2 separate regions of the Arachis hypogaea genome follow, and region 2 is linked to region 1. Evidence: chromatin contacts called from public Hi-C data. All regions are on one chromosome and are shown on one strand. Each heading gives the region's core, a stretch centred on a gene start, on an enhancer-like site or on the middle of the called end of the contact. The rest is flanking DNA. Distances are from core to core; before and after follow the strand shown.

Region 1 (4,916 bases), core at 2,399-4,898:
CTTCAAGATCAAAATGCACAGATTATTACTGTACCCCTATAATCCCGACCCCTTACTATATATAATTCAAAGTCATTAAATTGTGATTGTTCCTAATTGAGCTCCCTAATTTTCATGCTTCAAAGGTGCTGAAGGCCTCCAAATATTTGCTCCTTATAGTGTAAACATACATAGATGTTCCATGAAAAGAAGCAGCCAAAAGTGATTGCCTTTCCTTGAATCCATTGCCATGCACTAACAGAGTACATAGCCAATGATTGATTGATTCAGTTTCCCTCCATTTATATGTATCATTCAGCACTATTATCACCTGCATTATTAGTTTTGTTATTATTATTAAGACTGGAAAGAAGGATCATGTAAATATTGTGATTATTGGAATACCTTTTGCGCTTGCTCTTCAAGGAAGTAGAAGTTGAAGGATTACTGTGCCAGTTCCTCTTCCTTTGGTTGATGAACCAATTATTGATCTGCTTCAATTGCAATCCTGTTTCCTGCACCAACCTTGCCTTATCTTCCTCCTGAAAAACCAAAACAATGAGCCACTTGTTACATAGCAGGTAGTATTGACTTCAGAATAGTAGCTTTGGAAAAATAAAATATAGTAAAATTCCAGGACCAGCTACATGAGTAATAGGAATATCATAATATATTCTAAGGTTACTACAGCGCTAACATTAGCGTGTGGACCATATAATAGGCATAATCTTAGACAAAATGTGTAGTCCTTATTCCTGTGCTTTGACTTATATATGACAAACTGCTTTGTTTTTTAAGAAAAAAAAATGTTTAACAAAAGTCAATTTTCAGATAATGAACGTTGAAATTCGAGAATGATTTCACCAAACATTAGTAGAGCAAGTGTTGAGTTCTTACTGTAGGGTAAGGCCACTTGGAATGTGATTGCCACCATGCTTTAAGAACAGAGGTGGTGTCACCGGGAAGTTTTCCGGCTCGTCTTTTGCGCAAAATTTCCTCTCTTATGTCCACAATTTTATCCTTATAACCCTACATGATAAAGAGAATTTGAGAGATCAATCACATGGAAAAGGATTTAAAATTAGGAGAGTTTAAGTTTGAAGTCTATAACCCTTATTACCTGTTTCAGTTCATGCTTCAATTCATGTCTTACACGTTCCATAAGGGATCTCTCATTCTCTGTTGGAACAAGAGGGCCAAATCCCATGCTATCAGAACCATCCAAACCACCATCAAACAGATTGGCATCACTGTCTACTTGGTCATCTTCATCATCGGACATTGTTGCTCCGGTACCTTCCCCTGGCGAAACTCCTGTCATCGATCACATAGCATGTAGAAAGAAATCATAGCTTTAGTACACTCATCCAATTGCGAAAAAGGACTATGCAAATATGCAATTTGATTTTCCTGGTCATTTGTCTACTTCAAAAACATAAGATAGTTTGGCAAACTAAGCAAGACATTGTAAAGCCTTTTTATTATAGACTTTATACATCACAGAAATTACAATCATTATGTCCTTATTATGCTACATACATTCCAATTTTAATCAAGTAGTTAACGGATGTTTATACGGGAAACTGTTACTCATGTCCCCCTGTTCCATTTAGTCTACCAAAACTCAAGGACTTTGATATCATTTATTGTGCACACCTAAATTGACCGGTATTTTAACTTGTCAGAAACTTTGAACATGAGGTTAGACCCAAACTTTAGTTGCTATCCCGGGGAATTCATTGTTCTGAATATGAATTAAAAACAGCAAGAACTCTGTGCTATGTTCCTATAAAAAAATAGATATATAAATATATTTTAAAGACTCCCAAAGTTCAGCTAAAGGTTTTTTTTATCAAGGTACATAATATGTTGTGCCAATTATAGAGGGACATGAACCTGACTCAGCAGTTTTGTGGAAGTTGCTCAAAAATAGGTAATGTGTTTGGGTGAGCCAGTCACTGCTTGGTTGGTTCCTTGATATCAGGAACATCGTTGAGGGAGCACACAATGGTTAGACAAGAATTTTGGTACAAGTTATTTTCAATTTACCACTGTGACCAACCAACCTTTATTCCTAGTGTTTTTATTTTTATTTTTTTAAGATGAAAAATGAAAAAAGAACGCAATTATTGCACCTGTTAGACTTTGTAAGGATTGCTCAATCTCCCAGCAAGCCATTACTGCTTCCATTGCATGGACACGAACATGTTGTTGGAGTTGTTCTTTGAAGGAACAGAGCAACAAAACATAGTGTGACTGCAACAATCAGCACCAACCATGAAATCATATTAAAATAAAGAACACAATTCTGGAATTAATGAATTACAAATAAAATAGAAATACTATTGTTCAAGCCCACTGCCATAATAGATATATATGACTACAAAACCATCTCAATTATGAATAATAATTATCCAAATTTGAGATTCGACACGAAATCAACAAGGATGGAAGTCTTGATTATATAAATTTTAATACCGTATCATAAAACACGGAAAACGCTTAAAGAAAAAAGCTGTGGGAATGAATGGAGAACAGAAGGAGTTTACCAAGAACTGGTCGAGCTCTTTGTCATCGCCGAGAGGAGCGTGAGCGAAGGAAGAGTACTTGGCCACCACATTCTGGGACTGAGCCAACTGAGCGTCGATCCTCGGTAACTGGTCCACCGGCGTGGCGATCCGCAGGCACGCCACGTGTGCCGACAGAAGCTGCTCGTAAAGCGGGTGTGACAGAATCTCCGCCTTGTACCGAGCATTCTGCCAGTTCACCAACCCACCTCCGCCCTCGCCGCCGCTCTCCACAGTCACCACCTCCCCCTTGCCGTCGCCGGCAACCTTCATATCAGGCGATTCGTTGTTGGACAGGGGGGCGACGTCGTCGATGACCTCGCTGTGGTTGCGGTGGAGGACAGGGCGGGCGAGCCACTGAGCGGAGGATTGTGAAGCAGCTGCGGCGGCGGCGGCGGAGGAGTCAGAAGCAGAGGCGGCGGTGTGGAGGTTGAGAAAATTGGTGGCGTTGGTATCGTTGTTGGTGTAGTGGGTGCGGAGAAGGGCGTTGTTGAGCCAGTTGGGGTGAGGATCGGAGGGGGATTTGGCGGTGGGGTCAGTGGGGGAGAGGTGGTCGGAAAGTATAGCAGTGTTATCTGAGAGCGGTTGAGGTTGCTGTTGGTCACTGAAATGTTGGTGGTGAAGTGGTGAAAGGTCTTGAGAGAGGTGGTGGTTATGGTATGCCATATGCCGTTAGAGTTAAAAGAAACAAACAATTCTAACTAACTAACTAACTAATTAACTAACTAAATAGAATCAAAGCGTAGAGTATGGTTATGGTTATTACTTATTATTAGTGACTTAGTGTTAGTAGCTAGCTGCTATTACGGTGAAGGAAAATTCAGTTGAGAGAAAGAGAATAGAGTAGGAGCTAGCTAGCTAGCTAGGGAAGAGGGTGCCGTTTTCTTTTCTGTGGCTATGAAACCTGGTATTGCCTTGTATTTGTATATTGAACTCTAAATTCTTACAACAAGGCCTTGTTTTTTCCGTTTCTCTTCTGCTGCAAATTGGTTTTCCGGTCACCGCCAATATTACTAGGCCCGTTTGCCAAACTAACTTCTTCCCTCTATTTTATACTATCTGAAATTCTTGTCAAATTTTCTTTTCAACTATGTTATCTACGAAAATTCAGTTATCGATATTAAATATACATTAAAAGAAATGTCATAAAAAAAATATACATTAAAATATAAAATATATATTAAAAATAAATTAATTAATATATATTTAGTGACGAATTTAATAATTAAGTTTTTGTGAATGTTATGGTGCCTAAAAAGTGGTGTATATTTATTAAAAAAGTTTAAAAATTTATATTTAATTTAAAAGATATAAAAATAAATTATTTTTAAAAATTCAAAATTTATCACAAAAAATAAGTTAGGCAAAAGTTAGACAACAATTGATAGACACCATAAAAATTTTCTTAAGTTTTTGTATGTATTAATATTTTTATTTTTTTTTAAATAATCAAAGTGCTTGGAAAAAAAAGTTGTTTTTTTTTTCTTTTCTTAATCACATGAAAATTATTTAATTATAACCATCATGATTCATGATGGGTTTTTCTTTCAAAACTTTATCACCATCTATCCATGGTGTTGATTTTTTGTATTGGTTAAAAAAAGAGACTTCCTGTGGAAAACTTACAGAAACATCTACTAAGTAATTGATAGTGAAAATTAATACTAAATAAATCTATGTGGAAAAACCATGCATGTATTCTTTTCACACTTCTTTTCAAAATATTATTCAATAAGTGAATAACAAATTATCAATAAAGTTCAAAAGATTATTAGTGGAAAAACGCTCTTTGAATTTTCAGGGTACAGAAGACAACACTAAGCTTAGCAACACCCAAAACCGTAGCCTTAATAAAATTTAACGCTATTGCCAATTATAGTTTAACCATTATGACACGTTGTCTATCACTCTATCGTAATAGTAAAGGGAACCTTTTTCTTTTCTTCTTTTTCATTGGCATTCATTGGGCCATAAATGTAGAGTAACCATCTAACCATTTCCTAATCTATCAGGTAACACTAGGGGTGCACATGGGCCGGGTGAAGCCGGGTTTGATGTGACCCAGACCCGGCCCGAAATATACACCGGGTCTATTTATTAGACTCGAATCCGGCCCTAGACCCGATGAAACCAATACACTTTCGGGCCACAATTATACCGGGTAAAAACCGGGTGAAACCGGGTGAAAACCGGGCCGTTAACATTACATTACGTTGATACCTTCTTGTAAGCTAGCATGTAAAAATATCCAAATTTTCAAGACTCCAACCATTATTTAACATGGTAAAATTCACTTAGAAAAATATAACAAGAACCAACCATTCTTCAAAATTAAAGCATAACCACAATCAATACTAAAGTATAACCACA
Region 2 (4,389 bases), core at 933-3,432, 170 kb after region 1:
TACATTTTAGAGAGAAAGAGAGTAGAAGAGTAAAAGTTATTAGTCTCTTATTTATTGTTCATTGCAATAGTTAAAATGAAGGGTCTCTAATATTGGAGCATAAATTTGACAATTCAAGGTTGTGAAAGAACACTGGCATCATGTCAGATTCTTCCAATACCTTATCTATTCACTGTTATTGAATAATATTGTTTGCTTTCACTATATACGAACAACAAAAGAAATAATATTGCCATGAGTAAGATTGAGAAGATCTAATTTATATTCTTAATTTTTTTTCATATTTAAATGAGTAAATATATATAATTTTTTGAAAACATAAAAAATAAAAAATTTAAAATTTTTATTTAGAAATTAGTTAGAGTATAAATTATGACTTTCAATTTTTTTTCTATTAGGATGCCCTTCCATTCATTGGCTTGCTTAATTTTCCAGAAATTAAATTGTGATGAAATAGAATTATGTACGGCTTTTTAGACATTCATGGACACACTTGCGTGAACTTGTGGATTCATATGAGTTTAATATTAATTCAATGAGCCAATAAAATATTTTATATAATTGTTGAATTGTATTATTTTTTTAATAATATTTATGTAATTAACATAAAAAATAATTATTTTTATTAATATAATATTATATAATTATTATACCAAAAATTTGGTATAAATGGTTGACATGAAAAAAATTCAATAGTTAAAATCGAAGTCCACATATGTATGAAGTATATTATGGTTGAAGAAAATAAGAATGAGTTAGGTTCGATGGTCAAGTTATTTTATGATTATATGGTGTCTAAATTTGCTTAGGTCTAAGACTACTGAAATTTAAAATTACTTGAAGTTTAAGTTTATTTGAGATTCAAGAGACTAAAACTACTTAAAGTACAAGCTTACTATTTAAAATCTAATGTTATATCAATTAATTTAAAATTTTTTTCTCTATAAATTAGTTTTAATAAGTTATGAAAATTTTTAATCATTTATACACTCATTTACTCTAAATAATTTTAGCCACACTGACACACATAAACAAAAGTTAAGAATCCATGTAAGTATTAGGAGATTCCATTTTTTTTTTCCGTCATTTTTAATTTTATGTTTGTTTTATTATTTAAATTTAGATATTTTTATTCAAGTATTTGTCAATTTCTACGCATTTCAATACAAGTCTTGTAATTTTTAGTTTTTTATTTTTTGTACTTATTCTTTCTTACTTCTTAATTTATGATTTTTTTTTAACACTTCTTTCTTATTTCTTGCTTTTTATTTGTATCTACTCCTTAAATTGAGATCTTGATATAAGTTTGATTGAAACCTCTTATTAGGAGTGAAAACAGGACAGACTTTTATCCTTAACAGACCAGAACTTGACTTGTAATTTGTTATAGACTTTATTTTAAGTACTAAATTTGACTTGTTATTGAACTTAACCTGACTTAAAACTTGATAACATGTCTGATATATATGTTTTTACTAAAATAAAAAAATAAAAATATTTTAAAAAATATTTATATACAATATACTAAATTCAATCCTTATAATAATATCTAAATTTTTAAAGTATTTAAAATATAAAAAAAATATTTATAATAAAATATAACAAATTTAAATTTTTTAATAATTATTTTAATTAAAAAATATTATTTTTATATTATTTATATTTTAACAGGTTCAACAGGCTTATCAATTTTATTAGGCTATTTTATAAATCTAGTCTACTCTATCAATAGAATTAGACTTTTAAATTAACTTGAATCTAAAATTATTACCGAATGCATATCAGGTTGCAGACTTTTGATAAATTGCCTGACTTATTTCTACCTCTAACTCCTGTTATGGTCGCAAAAGCAAAATCCAAATGAAATATTAATTAAATATACATATAAAAGTTAAAATTATTTTACATTAATATTATATTAAAATTAAATTTTTCTTATATGATCATTATATATTTGTAATGAAGAAGAAAGATATTCCTCCGGAGTGAATGAAATGAATCAGAATGAAACTATTATAATTTACAGCAGAAAGGGGGAAATCAATTAGTGAAGGTTAAAAAGAGAGAGAGAGAAAAAAAAAAGTCAATGTGAAATTGCGGTGTTTCTACATTTATATAGGGTACTAGTATATATGTAGGAGAAAATTTGATGGTTGACGAAAGCATTTGTAGTTTTGTAGGGTGTATAAAATGATATAGTATATATATTCCAATTGGAATTAATTAAAAAGATTGATAGGCAGAGGTAGCTAGGGTCAATTGGGCACTCCATCATTTTCAAGTAGTACCTTCCAATCCATATTCCCCATATTCATTATTTTTGAGTCACTTTCCTCCGTTGTGTACCAATTCAATGCCTTGCTTAATGCTTCCTTCCTTCCAACCTAATTCCTACTGCCATCTTTGAACCGCCCCCACCATCACCCTCATTACTCTCCCTTTCATAACCAATTATTTTAACACTTAAGTTACTGTAAGTTTATAAATATATACATATTGAATGACATCATGTCGTAGGTAAGGTTCATGAGAAATTCACATAGTTTTTATCTTAATTTTTAACCTTATTTCTACCACATACAAATTCAACACATTACAAAAGAAAAATATATAAAAATAATTGGTCCAATAAAATAGAGTCGCATGATAATATAAGGCTCAGTTTCCAGACTCAAAAATATATTAGGTAATATTTGATTTTATTTTAATTCTTGTTCTCGCTAAACATCTGTTTGTATATCATTAACAATACAAGTTTCAATATTTGTCCATTACTTACAAAGTTCTAATATTTAGAAATTATTTACTCTTTGAATTGAGATCTTTAATATAAATTGATTGACTTCTGTTTTAAAATTGAACAAAAATTAAGTAAAACGACAGATATTACGAAAGAATTAACTTGGATGCCAATTAAGTTGGATTAGTCTAACTTGATCCAAAAATCTTTTGATTATCTTTAAAATATTTATTATTTAGATTAATTTTACATTTGTTGTTATTATATATATATTTAATTAATAAAAATATATAGGGACTAACACTAATGCACTAGTAATTATAGTCTCTATCAGTATCCCAAATAGTAGTGTACAGGCTTCAGGCTTCAGGCTTCCATTAAAACAATGCCACATTAGAAATGAAAATAATTCATCCTGTCATTTATCGAATTTTTATTTTTGTATATTGAATTATGAGTGATAAATTTTTTAAAGTCAAAACTATGTATTATACATTATTATGGGTGTTTATAAAACATCGGTAATGTTTTATCTATATATAATTAAAATAATATTTTTTTTTACAAAACGTCATTCTTTATATAATTAAAATAATAATTTTTTACAAAACTATTATCATGATAGTGTAAAACACGAAAATAATTAAATGTTGTATTTTATACTGAAAATATCTATATCTACAAATTTTAGCCTCGTTTATCATCTCCTTTTATTAATATATATCATAACTAATTTTTTATATATTTGTAATTTTTTTGTAGAACTTAATAATAAATATACAGTGAGGACCAGTCTTAGAAGTTGTTAGTTGTTAGCATCGACCTTAGCCTAAGAGGAAGTGTGGCAAAAGTTTTGCCGTAACTTGAAAGGTTTGGTCCAATTTATGGTGTGCTCCAACGATATAGTCGAGGGGATTTATTAAATTGGTCCTTCAAATTTTATTAGCCTTTCAAATTTTATCCAAATTAATTTTGTTTGCAAATTAAAAATGTTATAAATATATAAAAAAATTAATCACTAAATTAATTATTAAATATTTATATATAAATATATGTTTTATTTAATTTATTTTTAATATATTTTTTATATTCTAATATATATATTATTGTGAATATTACTTTGGTGATTGAATTTTTTTTTTTTTACATGCGATATAGTTTTTTTCAAATTACCAACGTTAGTCACCAAAAAAAAAATTACCAACGTCAATCATATTCGTTCTTACCTAAAGTGATTTGGAGAAGTCAACTGGTTGACGTTAGTAAATTTGACATACTAATTTTTTTTGGTTTCTTACTTATCCCTGAATTTGATAAGTTAAAAATTAATTCGACACAGTACTGAGTTTTATTTAAGGATTTGTTACTAGCCAATAACGTTAATAAAATTTGACATACTAATTTGATTTAGTAAAAGTCGGTGAGACTTATATAACCATTGAGTAAAATTTATTATATATTATTAATTTTATAATTAAAATATCTCATATGTTATTTTTTTATTATAATTAAAATCAAATTTTTTTTAAATTAAAAAGATTTATCTTTTTTTCTACTAATTTTACAACAAAAATATGTCACATATTATTTTCTCATTATAATTAAAATAAAATCTTTTTCTCTAAAATTAAAGAGTTTTTCCCTCTTCC

The links. Hi-C and Micro-C count contacts between places; a contact is called where the count stands out from the background.
Region 2: a Hi-C map of an unstated tissue shows a contact between it and region 1, with 4 times the contacts expected there. The contact joins the enhancer-like site here to the promoter of LOC112783656 in region 1. A contact is called at or near these places in 2 of 8 Hi-C or Micro-C datasets (leaf and an unstated tissue).

What each region holds. Positions count from the first base shown.
Region 1 is chr20:115,601,895-115,606,810 of arahy.Tifrunner.gnm2.J5K5, forward strand. It overlaps LOC112783656 (homeobox protein knotted-1-like 3), which reads right to left and starts at 3,649. Exons shown (of 6, transcript XM_025826690.3): 1 at 2,529-3,649; 2 at 2,115-2,235; 3 at 1,100-1,293; 4 at 877-1,008; 5 at 385-521; 6 at 1-310. The coding sequence starts at 3,212. The coding sequence ends at 307.
Region 2 is chr20:115,776,494-115,780,882 of arahy.Tifrunner.gnm2.J5K5, forward strand. No RefSeq gene overlaps it. Among protein-coding and RNA genes, the nearest start is that of LOC140182817, 5.4 kb to the right of the region's middle. Within about 2 kb of position 2,183, at least 1 of the 3 cell types and tissues checked has open chromatin away from gene starts, as enhancers often do.